Regions from separate parts of the Mus musculus genome. Here region 2 is linked to region 1. The links are chromatin contacts, called in public Hi-C maps. All regions are on one chromosome and are shown on one strand. The core of a region is the stretch at or near the end of the contact, and the rest is flanking DNA. Distances in the headings are between cores, read along the strand shown.

What was found. A called contact is a pair of places that touch in the nucleus more often than the background predicts.
Region 2: a Hi-C map of bone marrow-derived macrophages shows a contact between it and region 1, with 25 read pairs. The contact joins two enhancer-like sites. A contact is called at or near these places in 1 of 484 Hi-C or Micro-C datasets (bone marrow-derived macrophages), 2 of 115 datasets of contacts at active chromatin or transcription factors (embryonic fibroblasts and extraembryonic endoderm stem cells) and 1 of 9 other capture datasets (embryonic stem cells).

The regions. Positions count from the first base shown.
Region 1 is chr11:105,564,516-105,572,181 of GRCm38.p6, reverse strand. Gm39422 (a long non-coding RNA gene) reads right to left here. Exons shown (of 4, transcript XR_880251.2): 2 at 3,859-3,965; 3 at 2,402-2,488. Among named protein-coding and RNA genes, the nearest start is that of Gm39422, 15 kb to the right of the region's middle. Within about 2 kb of position 4,886, at least 39 of the 459 cell types and tissues checked have an H3K27ac peak or open chromatin away from gene starts, as enhancers often do. A contact at or near this core is called in bone marrow-derived macrophages, where this site is marked.
Region 2 is chr11:105,908,693-105,916,358 of GRCm38.p6, reverse strand. It overlaps Tanc2 (tetratricopeptide repeat, ankyrin repeat and coiled-coil containing 2), which reads right to left. Exons shown (of 26, transcript NM_181071.3): 19 at 7,231-7,364; 20 at 6,033-6,156; 21 at 3,272-3,447; 22 at 2,870-3,002; 23 at 1,376-1,467. Among named protein-coding and RNA genes, the nearest start is that of Cyb561, 32 kb to the left of the region's middle. Within about 2 kb of position 4,563, at least 12 of the 459 cell types and tissues checked have an H3K27ac peak or open chromatin away from gene starts, as enhancers often do. A contact at or near this core is called in bone marrow-derived macrophages, where this site is marked.

The DNA.
Region 1 (7,666 bases), core at 3,637-6,136:
CTCCCAATTACTGACTTACTTATCTCCAGGAGTAAACTCTTAGCACATTCCTTTTGAAAATTTGCCTGCCCCTGGGCTGCCTTTCTGACCTATGGCAGGTGTCTCTTTCGCTACTAATCCTACTTAACTAAAGACTCAGCCAGCAGTTACCACATAAACTATGACGCCGACTTTTCCAGGAGAAAAAGACTACAGTGAATTCCTCATTGCTCTGTCTTCTTCACTTGGATTGCATGCACTCATTTCTGTCCTGCAAATTCAATGAACCTAGGTTTTGTGTTGTTTGGGATCAGTGAGCCTGTGTTCCTTCAAGCTGTTGTAATAAAATACCATAAAGTACGTGCCTTATAAACAACCTAAGTTCCTAGCTCACAGGTCTAGAGACAGGGAAGTCCACGATCAAGGCAGTAGCAAATGATAGCTCAGATGAGGAGGGCCAGCTTCCAGGCATCATCTCCCTGACTTCTCACACAAGGGACAGTGTGCGAGTCTGGGAGGATTTTTTTATAAGGCCATTCATCCTGCTCATGAGGGCTCTGCCTTCACAAACTAACCACCTCGTAAAGGCCCTAATGTATTAGACCATGGGTTAAATACATTTGCAAATATGCCATAATATCAGAAGAAAATGACCAGAGCATAGCCTCAGACTCTTGTCTACTAAGTCAAAGGCTACTTCTGCTATAATTGCTACTTTAAATTCTTTGCAGCTAAGGAAAATATGGAGCTGGTGATAACTCGGTTGCAGGGAATGTGTCTAACATACACACTCAAGTTTGATCTTCAGTACTTAAAAAAAAAAAAGAGTGGAAATACATTATAATACAATCTCCAAAAGGCAGTATGTGTGAGAGAACAAATTACATAGGTCTGTATTACATTGATTTTCCAACGTTATTACAAGAAATCAGCACAAAATTAGTGGCTTATACAACACAAATTTATCATACTTCAGATTATAATTTAGTGTAAGTCTCACCAGGCTAAAAATGTCAGGACTGCATTCCTTCCTGAGGGATTCCTGCTTTATTAGCATGATTTGGTCCTATATAGTTATACCACATGTCTCTGCTCCTTGTCTCTTCTCTCCTTTCATCTAGGGAGGTCTCCCTTAATCCTAGCAGCCTCTTTCTGCTCCTTGCATGTAACCTTCTATAATTCAAAACCAACAACCACACATCAATTTTTTTTCATACTGCATCTCTTTGAGCATCCTTCAGAGTTCACAGCTGAGAAGACTTCCTCACCTTTAAGAATCTTTGTCATTAGATTGGCCCTACCCAATTAACCTAAACAGAGTAAGGGAGGAGAATGCGGAATGACTAAAGAGTAAGGACTTCCTTTTGGCAATAAAAAAGCATTGTGGTTATGTAGTGGTGATGCCTGTGTAACCATGGATACCCTGTAACCCACAGACCAGGATAAAATGATACAGTTAATACGTGCATGTTATATTTTATATATAACATTTTTTAATAGAAAAACCATTTAAAAGTATATTTTAATTATTTACGGGGCAAGAGAGATGACTCAGCAGTTAAGAGCACTTGTTCTTGCAAAGGACCTAGGTTTGGTTTCCAGCACCCACATGATGGCTTACAAACACCTCTAGCTCCGGTTCCAGGGTGGCTAACACCCTTTCTAACTTCCATAATACCAGGTATGCACAGCACACATGCATACACACAGGCAAACACTCATATACGTAAAATAAAGTAAATCCAAATATATATTAATTTTAAGCTATCTTTCTAGCCTCTATTTTAATATTTTATAGAAACCATTTTAAAAATATACTGACCCATTGAATTCACACCTAATGCTACCATTTCATTTTCATCTTAATTTTTTTTTATTCTTTGACAATTTTATATATGTATACAACGTATCTTGATCATGTCCCGCCTCCTCATTCCTAACCTCACCATTCTTGCCCCTTCCTCCCTCCCTCATGTCATCTTTTTTTTTTTTTCCAACCTTTTTGTGGGCACTGCTGGATGCTGAGATGGAGAGATGATAGGATTTTGTCACTACCTTTCAAGAGCCCAGGGCCTAAAACAGGAGACAATCACATAAACCCTTCATTTTAATTGAACTTCGTCGGGATTGGGTGAGAAGTGAGCTTTGGGATCAAGAGGGCTATCCTAGGAAACCCGGGCTTCGTTCTAGAGGCAGTAGAGAGCTGCTGAAGACTTCAACTAGGAACTGTCCCTGCCAGGTGTATTTTCGTCACGTGGTCCTGGCAACCATGAATAAGACTGATATGAGGGCAGCATAGTTAGTCAGCGAGAGCAGAAGACCAAGACAGAAATGGTGGGTCCTCGAATGAAAAGCATAAGAGTCAGTATGATGGCAGTAACAGCAGAGAGATCCGTTAAATACCGACTAAGTAAAACTATACCTGTGGTGTGATGTAGACTGAGGAGAGGCAGGAGTTGGGGTGACTCAGATCCTGACTCGGGTCACTAGGTGGCTGGTGGTGCCATTGCTGAGGAAAAAACATATAGAGTAAGAAGTTTGCAGGCTGAGATAATGACCCTGTTTTAGACAACATTTAAGTATAAGATGCCTGGAAAGATGATGCAGAACCTGTGCCCAGTAAGCAAGGAATCTTGGATCTAAGCTACCTAATTTCTCTCGCCACTACTCTGCTGGAGCCTCTTGTTCTTTAAGATGCCACCTTTGTAATGGGAACCTGGGATTTTGTGTGTCTGTGTCTGTGTCTATGTCTGTGGGTCTGTGTGTGTCTATATTTTACCCAGAATTCAACAGTTAAGAGTACTCACCTAATATGTCTCCAGGAAACTGTGAACTACATTAACATTTTTGGTAAGGTCTCATTATGTAGTCCAGGCCTCTTTCTGCCTCAGCCTCTCAAGTCCTAGCATTACAGATGTGTATCGTATCCAGCTCGTAATAACTATTTATTAAACACATGCCTGAGCAGGCTTTGGTAGCACATACTTTTAGTTCCAGCATTTGGAAAGCTGAGGCCATAGGATTGTGACTTCAAGGCTAGCCTGAGCTACATAGTTTGAGGCTGTCTCAAAAATAAACATATGTCTGATCTTCTAGGTCAATAGTTCTCAACCTTCCTAATGTGTCAACCCTTTAGTACAGTTCCTCATGTTGTACTGACTCTCAATCACAAAATTATGTCGTTGCTACAGTTAATTTTACTCTAATTTTGCTACAGTTAAGAATTATAATCATTATTTCAGATAGTCTTAGGCAAACCCTGTGATAAGGTCGTTCAACCCGAAAGGGGTCAAGACTCACAGGTTGAGAATCATTGCTCTAGAGAAACACTTAATTAGAGATACATTTATATAGACAGTTACAAACCAACTCAGTGAAAACAAATGTATCAGAAAGATCAGACAGATGATAACTTACTATCCTAAAAGGTAATATGAGATTCATTTAATTGGTGGATTTAAATCAATCTACTGTAAAGAAGTTAAATTTTTCAAAAGGAACACAGCAAGATTTTGTTTTGTGTGTGCTGCATGCTCTGTAGCACAGGACGCTTTTTATAGGTATTATCTTTTTATCTCACACTAATCCTGTTGTGGCAGATAGTATTCACTTTCCCATCTTATCAGGAAGCAGAAACTTAGAGAGGTTAAATAATATTTTAAAAAAAGATCACTAATCTAATTAACAGTAAAGCCAGGATTCAAACTGAGGTTCCTCTACCTCTAAGATACAGATTCATGGTGTGGATCTTATTTTATGCAAAGACATGATTACGGGGTTAGAGAGAGAACTCAGTCAGTAAAATGTTTGCCACACAGTCATTAGGACCTAGACTTGGATCTCCAGCACCCTAGTAGAAAGCAGGCATTAGTGGTGTACCTTTATAATCCCAGCTTTGGGGGGCAGGGGCGGAGGGGGAAGATGTCTGGATCTTGCTGGCCAGTTCTTCTGGTTGAACTGATAAGCTCTGGATTCAGTGAGAGGTCCTGCCACAAAAGGTACGGTTGAGAGCATTTGGGAAGACACCCGGCTTTGACTTCTAGCTTCCATACATGTGTACACATATGAACACTCATACACATAAAATGCATGGTTATGGACTGCGCATGTTGGCATATACTTACAATGTAAGCACTGAAGCGGGAGGATCATAAGCTCATGGGCTATACAACAAGACATGGTCTCAAAGGAATGGGGAACGTGGTTAATGGTTTAATGGTATAAAACAACAACCTGGTCTTTTGTTGTTTTGTTGGGTTGTTTGTTTGTTTGTTTGTTTGTTTTTCAAACAGAGTTTTTTTGTGTAGCCCTGGCTGTCCTGGAGCTCACTCTGTAGGCTGGGAAGTCTTGAATTCACATAGATCCATTTGCTTTCACCTCCCTAGTGCTGGCATTAAAGACATGCACCACCACACTGGCCAACCTGGTCTTTTGTACATGGAAATCAGTGGCCCTTCACTGTTGCTTCATTTCCTTATTCTTGTTTAGCATTCTCTGTTAATGTCCAGATTTCCTGTCTTCATATGAGATTCTATTCTCTCCCTACCCATCTCCTCTTTCTCTCACAACATTGCTCTGTTTCACACGCTCATTAGACATGTTCAGTAAACAAGGGAGCTTTGGCTGAGAAGGGAAGCATTTGTGCTATTTCAAAAGCCTTTTCCTCAGACTCAGCCCTGACCTGGGCTTCTGTAGCCAGGATTTCTGAAATTGCTGGTGCTCAGTCCAGCAGCCTAGCAGCAGAAAAGCTTACACAAGAAGAGGAAGGGCCAAAGCACATGCTTATTCATAACAAGATGAGCCAAGAGTGTCAGAGGAATTTGCTGAGTGGCAATGGTGAAGCAAAGAGTGATTTGTTCTTCATATGAGAGTTTGGTTGTGCTTTTTCCAGCAAGTGAATGGAAGCCAGCTGAGCATGGGGCATTGCTGGCATGCAAGCAGTTGGTGCACAAGAGAAGGGATGCAACAGAATGGATGCACAGATGGGCTAATATGTTTGAATGAGGGCATTTCTGGACGCTTCAGACCCTTGTAGATTACTTAGGCAGGGAATAATAGTTCCTGCCCATTGTTATTTGTCTGAATGGTGACCTAAAGTTGGGGGCAGACTCTTGCTAAGGAACAGGGCTTTAATGTAGCATGCAGATATTTCTTCTTGGAATCGTTGCACTGAATTAATTTTTTTTCATGGTGGGAATGCACATCAAATAATCAAGACGCATTGTATTCAGGACCTAATTTCCCAAATGTCAGCATGCAATACATTTCAAAAGTAATTCACTTTGCAATGTGTTTTTCCCATTACACTCATAAGGCAGAAATTATTGCAAATAATAGCCTAGGAAGCTGGGATCATCATTATATCAGCTAAGGGGTCTGACTGGGCCATTGACAGTAAAGGTTATTTCTACTGAAAAGGGAAAGAGAAATCCACATTATTTCAAAAACAAACCTATTTGATGTCTTCTATCAACGTTCTCTCTAGCCTCCTATATTTTCTTGATTCCTCAAGACTGTCTTTCTGTAGTTGCCTAACCATGACTTATGATCTCACCTCTGAGTTTTCTGGGTGCTCCTTTCTGGTTAGGACAAACAAAATTAAAAAGTACCCATGCCCCTTCTCTTCTACCTACTCCCTTCTAGCCTTCAAACCCAGGATTCACCACTTTTTCAATGACCGTGAAGCCTTGTTGTGTGTGGCACACACCTGAAATCCCAGCACTTGGGAGGCTGACATGGCCATCCAGGGTTATATAATGAGACTGAATCTAAAAAACACATTGCCACTAAGATGACAGGGAGAGGTCCCCACATCCCAAGCGTGATTTTCTCAAAAGACTTATCAGTTACAGCTTTAGTCTGTACTATACCATATTTTCCTGCAGCTAAAATATTCCTTTGGATTCTTTCTCGGGTTGTTTTATGTGTGTATGTCTTAGGCTCCAATTAGATTTCCCATTCCCTGGAGATCTCGAGGCCCCTGCCTTTTATTTCTTTAGCATCCAGGAATAGTACAATGACTCATATTAGAATGGCATAAAAGCCACACCTGTGGATATACTTCAACCAGCCTTAGACTTTTGACAGTGATACAATGTTACCAAACAACCATCAGATGAACTTCAGAAGGCTAAAGATAAGATGTGAGCATCCGACCTGTCCCAGGTGGGTCTTCCTCCCAAGAATAACTTAAAGGTTTCTCTTGTCTGTTTTAGTTGTCTTTATGAAATCTCATAATAAAAATTAATTTAAAAATCACCTGTATTAGATGGATGCAAGTGGAGGGATGGGTATGTGCATGTGCATGCATGTGTGGGAGCTTACAGAGGCTCCTATCCCCCTGGAGCTAGACTTGCAGGTGGCTATGGATCACCAGCATGGGCACAAAGAATTTAATGCAGTAATCTGGAAGGCAGTAGTTCTTAACTACTAAGCCTTCTCTACAGCCCCCTGGGGTAAAAAATATATATCAACTAGTGGTTGGAAGGGTCTGTGCTAGAACACATGATGGACAACTGTTCATTACCAAAATATTCTTCATCAAATTTAACAATTCAATAGATATTTGTTAGGATATAGTACATAGGTCACTTATAATAGGTACAAAAAGGATGTCAAATTTATGTTCCAAGAAACTAGGATCCATAAGGTGAAATTCACACATAACAGGATAAAATGTGTTGCTGCTAGCAGTGTGGCACTGAAGGGGTAGATGAGATGTGGATGAGGCCGTGGCCAGTGAAGGGATTATGGTGTTAATGTGGCCTCAGATGATGGATAGAGAAGAAAGCAAGGCACAGAAACAAACTGTGTGCTGTACTTGAGTGGTGATGGGTGTCTACTCCAGTTCTGAGAGATGGTCTTTTTCTTGGGTTTTTATTATTTCCTGAATTTCTGATTTTTAGGCTGGGGTTCTTTTCACATCCATCTTAATAATTTCCTTTACCCATCTCTCCTTTTAGAATGTGTTTGCTAATGATGAACACTCTATGTTTTTATTTTCATGAAAATGTCAATTTAGCCAAAAATATTTACCTTAATTTCTGAAAGTATAGAATTCCCCTCTATTTTCACTGGATATAGAAATCTTAAGTTTGCTTCCCCCCCCCTTTTTAAAGAAACCATCCCAGTATCTTCTGGGTTTTATTGATTCTGTTGAAAAAGTTAGCTGCCAATAATACTGTTATTTATTTGAGAACGATGCATCTTTTTAAAACAAAAAAAGCTCTGAATAATTGTAACATTTGAATGATTGCTTACAGGGCTGAGGATACAGCTCAGATAGGGAGAGTGGTCATCCAGCATGCATGAAGCCGTGGGTTCAGTCACCAGCAGCACCACTTCAGACTCATGCTGCTCTTGGTTTCCCCAGCACTTAGGAGATGGAGAAGTTCAAGGTCATCCTTGGCTGTCTAGTGAGGCTGAGACCAGGTTGGACTACATCAAACCCTGCTTTGAACAATAACAACCCCCCCCACAGATATATCTGCATGTAGTTTCAATGGTCTAACCAAACATCATTTTCTTTGTATTTACCCTGTTCAGAGCTTGAATGTATGGCTTAATATCCTCTGTTAGTTTGGGAATTTTTCCTGATTGGCATTTCAGGTATGGCTCCTACCTTGGTGTATGGGGCTATTTTGGGCCTCTTAATTTGTTCAAGTGAGCTCGGTGCCTACCCTTTTAC
Region 2 (7,666 bases), core at 3,314-5,813, 340 kb before region 1:
TTCCCCCAAGATGAAGTAAATCTGACCAACTTCAGGATCCTCTACAGAAACACTGAACGGCTTTTACACATTGCATATGGAAGGCTGTATATAAAGTGCAGAAAGATCCAGGTGGTAGCTCCTGCTTCCCCTGGACTCTCCCTCTGTAGAGCTACAGGTCGCATCAGTTATTTACCTTTCTTCATCTTTTAATCAGGAGAAGTGTAGAGTCTTCCAAGGGAAGAATTATGGAAGTGCCTATTTACATTAGGAGCCAAGAATCCTTGACCTGGGATAGCAGAAGTTATGTTGTGCCAAGGCTTATATTCTTTTTTTTTTTTAAAGATTTATTTATTTATTATATGTAAGTACACTGTAGCTGTCTTCAGACACACCAGAAGAGGGAGTCAGATCTCGTTACGGATGGTTGTGAGTCACCATGTGGTTGCTAGGATTTGAACTCCGGACCTTTGGAAGAGCAGTAGGGTACTCTTACCCACTGAGCCATCTCACCAGCCCAAGGCTTATATTCTTAAGAATGACATAAAGGTCCATAAGTATGATCCCTACAGTAATAAAGATCTTTGAATTTATGTGATTTTATATGATTAAGTTTGGATCAAGGTTCAAGCTTCCTACAAGCCATGATAATCATGATGTACTCTAAGGATGCCTAGGAACTAGAATTCTGCTTAGGACCTTGTATATTTATAAAACAATGAGCTTTACAGTAATTTTATCATCTTTTAGATCTGTAATATCTCAAGGATGTCTGCTGCTAAAAACTGGGTTGGAGTTATTTACCTTCAGTCTCCTCACCATGAACTGAAACACTCTGAGGAGACTGACATGGAATACCCGAAGAATTTCCTTCTGGCCAAGTGTTTAAGGATACCTATTTCTTAAAGACTCTCATTCAGGGAGTGACTTTAAGCAAATGCATAATAATCACTGTTTATCTTATTAAAAATGCTATTATTACTATGAACTTTTTTTCCCAGGCTGCCTTCAAACTTGTTCTATAAACAAAGAGGACCTTAAGTTCCTGATATTCTCCTCCCACCTTCAAAGTGCTGGGTTTACAGGAACGTGTATGTATGTATGAAAACTAAGATCAATGAAACTAGAAATACCAAATTACATAAGTTTGCTTTTAATTGCCCTATGAGTTCTTCACTTAGAAGATTCTGAGAAAAACCTGTTACTGAACTATTAAGTGACCAGTTAAAACCAGAATGTTTTGCTCTTTTACCAGGAAAGCAAAAAAAACCTCAGGACCCCTAAATTAGGAGTCCAGGACCAGGCAATTAGTTTCTACTTTGCCTGTACAGAAAAGAATGAAAACTTTCAAGTTTTCAAGATTCTACACGTAAAAAGCAGTTCCTCCCGCCCTCACCTTATAAAACATGTCCCCCTCTTCCATCAGCTTGCTCAACAGGATGATCATGATGTCTGGTTTGGAGGTGGCCATCGCCCATGTGGCTGGACCTGTAGTGTACAGGATGCATGATGGGTAAAGAACTCATACAATGTAAGGTGGTAGGAAGCTGGGTGGAAAAAAATATCCTGGGGAATTTCTGCTGAGAGAACAACTTGTCCACAATAATTACCTCATCTTCTAGACCTGGGAGTATTCAGTGACTCCCATTGCCGAGAAGCTGCATTTGATTTGTTTGTATTCACCTTAAAATAAGAATATCTGAAGTGTCCAAGCTCGTGCCACAGGAGACAGTAACACCTGTGTGGTACACGTGAGCACATAATGGCTTAGTCTGAAATGATTTTAAATCAGGAAGTTGGAAGAAAGAATTTATACTAAAGGTTACCATGAGACTAGAAAAAGCCAAAAAAGAATAATTTATTTTCTGTCTGAGATAGAACACTCCCACGTAGAATCAATTTTGAAGTGTGCACTCTGTAGAAGGGGACCCTCCGTAAGTGCTCTAAAGGCTCCTTAGAGCTAAGTACCAAAAAGGACTCCCTAGGATTCACTTGGAACCAGGGGCATAATTCTAATGTCAACAGATATGAAATAAACATTAAGAAGACTACTTCACTCACGAGAGAAAAGAATAGTTAAATTGATTAGTTTACAGATGACTGGATTATTTACCAACTAAACTTTTCAGGGTTAGTTATCAAAAAGTTCAAGTTATTCTCTGCAACAGTCATTAAAAAATCTTCTTTTAAGGTGAAGTAAATTAAAAGATTAGAGGTGTAGGGAACTCATGCAGGCTAAATCAAAGAGGAGAAGGCAAAGCTGACCAAGCCATCAGACCACGCCTGATGCTGACAGCGGTGAAATATACCTCGTGGGCGACTCGGTAACGTCTGACAACCTTCAAAGAAAGGAGAAAACAAAAAGTTGTAGGAAAGGAAAAAAAAATGGATGAAGGTGAAAAAAAAAAAAAAGAAAAAAAAAAAACAAAAAAAGAAGGAAAAGCAGCAGTGAGAGGCAGGCAGCAAAAGCCAGCACATCAGCAACCCTGTCTACAGTGTGTGGGTGGGGGAGCAGCTGGGAGAGCAGCGGCAGGGGCTGGAGAGTGAAGCACGGAGAGCAAAGGAAAGCAAAGGCTTATGGTGCTGCAGGGAACCAGGATGCTCAAAGGGTGGGGCCAGTGCACAGGCAGCGCGAAGATGTGCATAAGCTCAGCGCAGCCTCCTGGCTCAAGCTACAAAGGGCAGGGCAGAGAGTCATGTGACTCTGGATACAGGGTTTCATGACTATGGCTCAGATGTACTCTCTCTGGGCCAGTAGCCTTTTGTTCACTTGGGCAGTAATTGGACCAGGGCAGAGGGAGAACTAGATACATTCACTCCAAAAAACCCAGGAAAGCCAGACCACTGGCCCCTGGGCACAGATGGTCAATATCATCTCTCTTTCTCTTACCTATTTTGGCTCCTTTTTTCAGTAGAGTTACTACAACAGACGTGTTCCGGCAACCCACTGCCCTATCCAAAGGACGCATTCCACTGTAGTCAACATGCTCAATCATGGCCCCATGATCTACCAGGAACTGGACCTAGGAAAGGAACAAGCAGAACACTTAACAGGTACAATGGATACAGCTTGCCCCTTTCAAACTGCTTGTCTGAACCAGTATCTCTCTCTCTCTCTGATTTCAAGTCACAGTGATATTCTTGCTTTTGAATAATGTTTTGTATATTCTCGTCCTCTGAAGAGTCTAAGTTAGAACTATCAAAACAGTATTTCGCATTTGATCCTAGATAGCATTCTTGGTGGATAGCACCCCTATCCTTTCTCTCCTGAGGCCTGTTTAAAGGTACTTACCACCTCAGCATCACCGTAGAAAGCTGCTAGGTCCAGTGGGGTACGGCCATTCTTGTCTGCATGGTCTGTAGCAGCCCCGTTATCCACCAGAGAGCGTACTACTGAGAGATGGCCCTTCAGACAAGCCCAGCTAAGGGCTGTTAGTCCTTCTTTGTCCATCAGGGCAATGGAGGCACCTGAAAAAAAGAGTGAGAGTTCTGTTTTAACAGGACTGAGGACACTAAAGTTTGTAGCCGAAAGGAATGCTGATATTTAAGGTATACATACTATTGAAGAATAGCTTTTACTTCTAGATTTTTTTTTTTTTTTCATTTTAAGATTGGCTCTGGCTGGCCATGGTGACATATATCAGTAATCCCGAAAATAGGCAGGAGTAAGCAGGAGTTTGAGGGTAGCTTGGGCTACACAGTGAGTTCAAGGCCTGTCTGAGTCACATCTCCATCTGTTGAATGCTGTGGTTATAAGTGTGTGCCAGTTCAGTTTTTGTGGTACTGGGACTGAACTTGGAGCCTTTTGAATTTTGACTCAATTTTTTTGAATCAATTTGCTATGCTAGGCAAGCACTCAGCCAGCTAAACTGTACTACCAGCCTCTAAATTATAGATTACTTAAAAAAAAATAAAATTGCTTGAGAGTTCCTATTCTACAATATTCTACAAATAATGTAAACTTACTTAGTGAAAACTCACTTAAGTGAAAAACAAAACAAAACTAAGAAAACCTAAATAGAAAATACAAAAGGTTCAAAGACCATGGGTAAGGAAGAACAAACCTCTGTCATCTATGCCTAATGAATGTCTGCTGTCATGCAGCAAACACAGTAGTCATCTAAGGTCATCAGTGCTGAAGAGGCCCTGCCTCTTCTATTGGACACAGTTTGTGGCTTTGTGCCACGTCTTAAGAACCTAGGTCTGTTCCCTATGAAGTCAGACTTGTTTGGCAACTTGTACCATGGAAGCAAGAGCTACACTGTACCCTGCAAGCACAATTTTTGATTCTAGCCACCTTTGAGTCTCAGGTTGTGGAAACAAATCTTTCTTGAAAAGATAGAGCTAAAGACACAGCAAGTCTCTTAAGAGAAGCCAGTCTTCCTATTCAACTTTGGCTGTTCAGGTCTGGGCACAGTTCTTCAGAAGGCTGGATCCCTTAAAGGAAAGTGCATCTGTGTATAGATAATTATATATATTTAAGGTTGGTTTATTAACAGCGAAGGCTAACTGGAATGATGTCATAGTTTCAATCGCCTTTCTACCTACTTCTTGATCCAAATCCAAGACTCCACTAGGTGGTGCTGCAGTGCTACTAGTGACGAGCCTTTTCTCTATGGCAGTCTATGATGCCACTATTGCATAGGTGGCTGAGCTTAGGGCAATCAGCAAGAGGCTGAAATAATTTACCATGTGCACCTGTAGAGAAAATGCAGTTTCCCACTTACCAAGGGTGTGAGTATGTTGGAAAGCACCACAGGGAATTTATTATGATAGCTTAATAGCAATATCCTAATTCTCTAAAGAGGGTCTCATTGCTAGCAAGTGTCTTAACTTCCCTTTACCTCCTTTGGGTTAGAGAAAAAACATGTTAGCTGTGCAGGCTGACAAACTGATATGCAGCTTTACTTGGTATGTTGGTGCACACCTTTGATCCCAACACTTAGGAGGCAGAGGCAGGTGGATCTGTGTGAGTTTGCAGCCAGCCTGGTCTATAGAGAGAGTTCCAGGCCAGCCTACATAGTAAGACACCATACCACCCCCAACCCTACTCCCACCCCCATCAACAGTAGCAGCAGCAACAGCAAATCAGCCTCTAAAATAGATGGATATTTACTGGGTATACATCAAAAAAACATTGAAGTCTGGACTTGAAATAAAGAGTTCAGAATGTATTGATTTCATAATAATCCCTCAGGCTATAAAGAAAAAGAGAGTGTCAGAGTTAGAACTCCCCAGTGTGTAAGTGGGCAGGCTGGGGTGGTAAGGTATACATGTAAACTTTGCTCTCTAGAAGCTAAGATAGAAGGGTCACCTCAAGTTTGAGGTCAGCCTGGTCTACATAGTGATAAAACATATGCCCATTCAAATGTACATATAACACACACACATGCATCACACACACACACACACACACACACACACACAGAGCATGCAAGAGAACACCAGGTATACTTAGGTGATTGAGGCAAGAAACAAATGTGAGTTCAAGGCCAGCCTGGAGTTTTAGTTTAAAAAACTGGAGGAGAGGGGCTGGAGAGACCACTCAGCGGTCAAGAGCATTGACTGCTCTTCCAGAGGTCCTGAGTTCAATTCCCAGCACCCACATGGTGACTCACAACCATCTGTAATGGAATCTGGTGTCCTCTTTTGGTGTGTCTGATGACGACAGTGTACTCATAAATAAAATAAATAAATCTTAAAGAAAAAAACTGGAGGAGAAAAATAAAAAAGAGAGCAGGAGCATCTGGTTTTGCGTTTTCTTTTTTTTTCTTTTTATAAAAAAGATTTATTGTATGTGAGTACATTGTCGCTGTCTCCAGACACACCAGAAAAGGGCATCGGATCCCATCACAGATGGTTGTGAGCCACCATGTGTTTGCTGGGATTTGAACTCAGGACCTCTGGAAGAGTAGTCAGTACTCTTAACCTCTGAGCCATCTCTCCAGCCCAGCTTTGCATTTTCTAGTTAACCCAATTAGTACTATCATTCTTAACGAGCCTGGAGTTAAGTGGATTCTTACAGGCTCTGTTCACCGTCTTTCAGGGCTTACCTTGTGCTAGTAGGAAGTCCACGGTTCCTAGATGGCCTTCAGAAGCAGCCATCATCAGGGGAGTACGACCCTGCTTGTCTGCCATGTTGACATCAGCTCCATGGGTCAGTAAAAGATCAACAATCTGCGAGTGCAGGCAAACAGAGGCTGGTTATTGTAAGGAGAGCTGCTGAGATGACACATGTATGCACTCTCCTACAGCGTGAACTACTCCTCGCTGCAGAGGTGAGTTTGTCCTATAAGTAGCTTTCTATTGTAGCAACCTACTTAAGACTTTCTGTACAGTTCTAACGGCATGTGACTTGCTACCTTAACTCCCCTAGAGATAGATGAATAAGGAGTCATCTCTGAACATGTGACCAAGACATTAAGTTAGAAAAAAAGACAAGTCAAGATGTGTTCTAAACCAAAAGGAAGTTCCACCCCAAGTAACTACCCATGTCAGTTCCATTTTATTACTCTCCGGAGGCTACAAGCCTGCAGCAGCAATATACATTCACCACTCAATTGACTACAATAAAGTGCTTCTGTTAACAGCAGTGTCTTTTGTTAAGCACTGTTTGGCTCCTAGAGCCTTTTTTTTTCTACTCAAGTACTTCCAAAGATCACTATCAGTGTCCTTTCTTTTTCCATCCTAGTGTATAAATTAATGGTTTCTCTAGAGTCCAAACCTCTGGAAGGATCAAGTAGCTAGAGTTTGCAAAGGTCGAGTTTTCTTCCAGACCTTCGGAAATATCTGTGAGTAACTGGTTTGACAGAGTCTGCTGAGACGAGAACTCCCAGTCAACTGGCAGATACTGTTGCACAGAGGAGGGTGTTGCTCCATGACAAGAGCAAATCAATCTAGCTCACAATGATGGTTCTGAGTGTTAATTTCTCCTCCAACTCCCTTTTTATTGAGACAGGGCCTCCCTATGTTATCCTGGCTGTCCTGGAACTCACTATGTAGACCAGGGTGGTCTTGAACTCGCAGAAATCACCCTGCCTCTGTCTCCTGAGTGCTTGGATTAAAGGTGCATACTGCCTCGCTGGGAGAGTGCTAATGTCTTACATTCTCAATTGGTGGACAGCACTAGCAAAGGCCCATGCCCTCAAGCCTGGCGACTGCCGAGAAACCCAGTGTGCCTTCCTGTCTTTGCAGTACAGGTTTCCACCTGGAACTCATTCTTAGGAGGGCTGGCAGCTGCATCCTACTTACCTGCCAATGGCCCTGGCGAACAGTGCTGAATAGAGGCACTGCTCCTCTGCGGTTTGGCTGGGCCACTGCTGCCCCTTGCTCCAAAAGCAGACGGCACACATCCAGTTTGCCCCTTCCGGCTGCGGCTGTCAGGGCTAAAGGCAGATAACAAAGACTGAGGATGGCTGGCTCTTCTTTTTTTCTAGTTTTTAATGTTAAGCATGGATTAATGTGTTTCTAAATGCTTTGTTTAATGCAAACACAGTAAATTAGTGTGTCTGATTATATAATTATGAATATAATCACTTTACCTTCAAGAACAAGCTGCCTTTTCCAGAAAGGATATTTTTGAAGAAAAATAATAAAGACATTTAAAAGAGCTCACACTATCTGGGGCCAATCATAATAATAAATTCACTGAAAAAATCACTTTGGTCCAATTCATCTGGTTTCATCT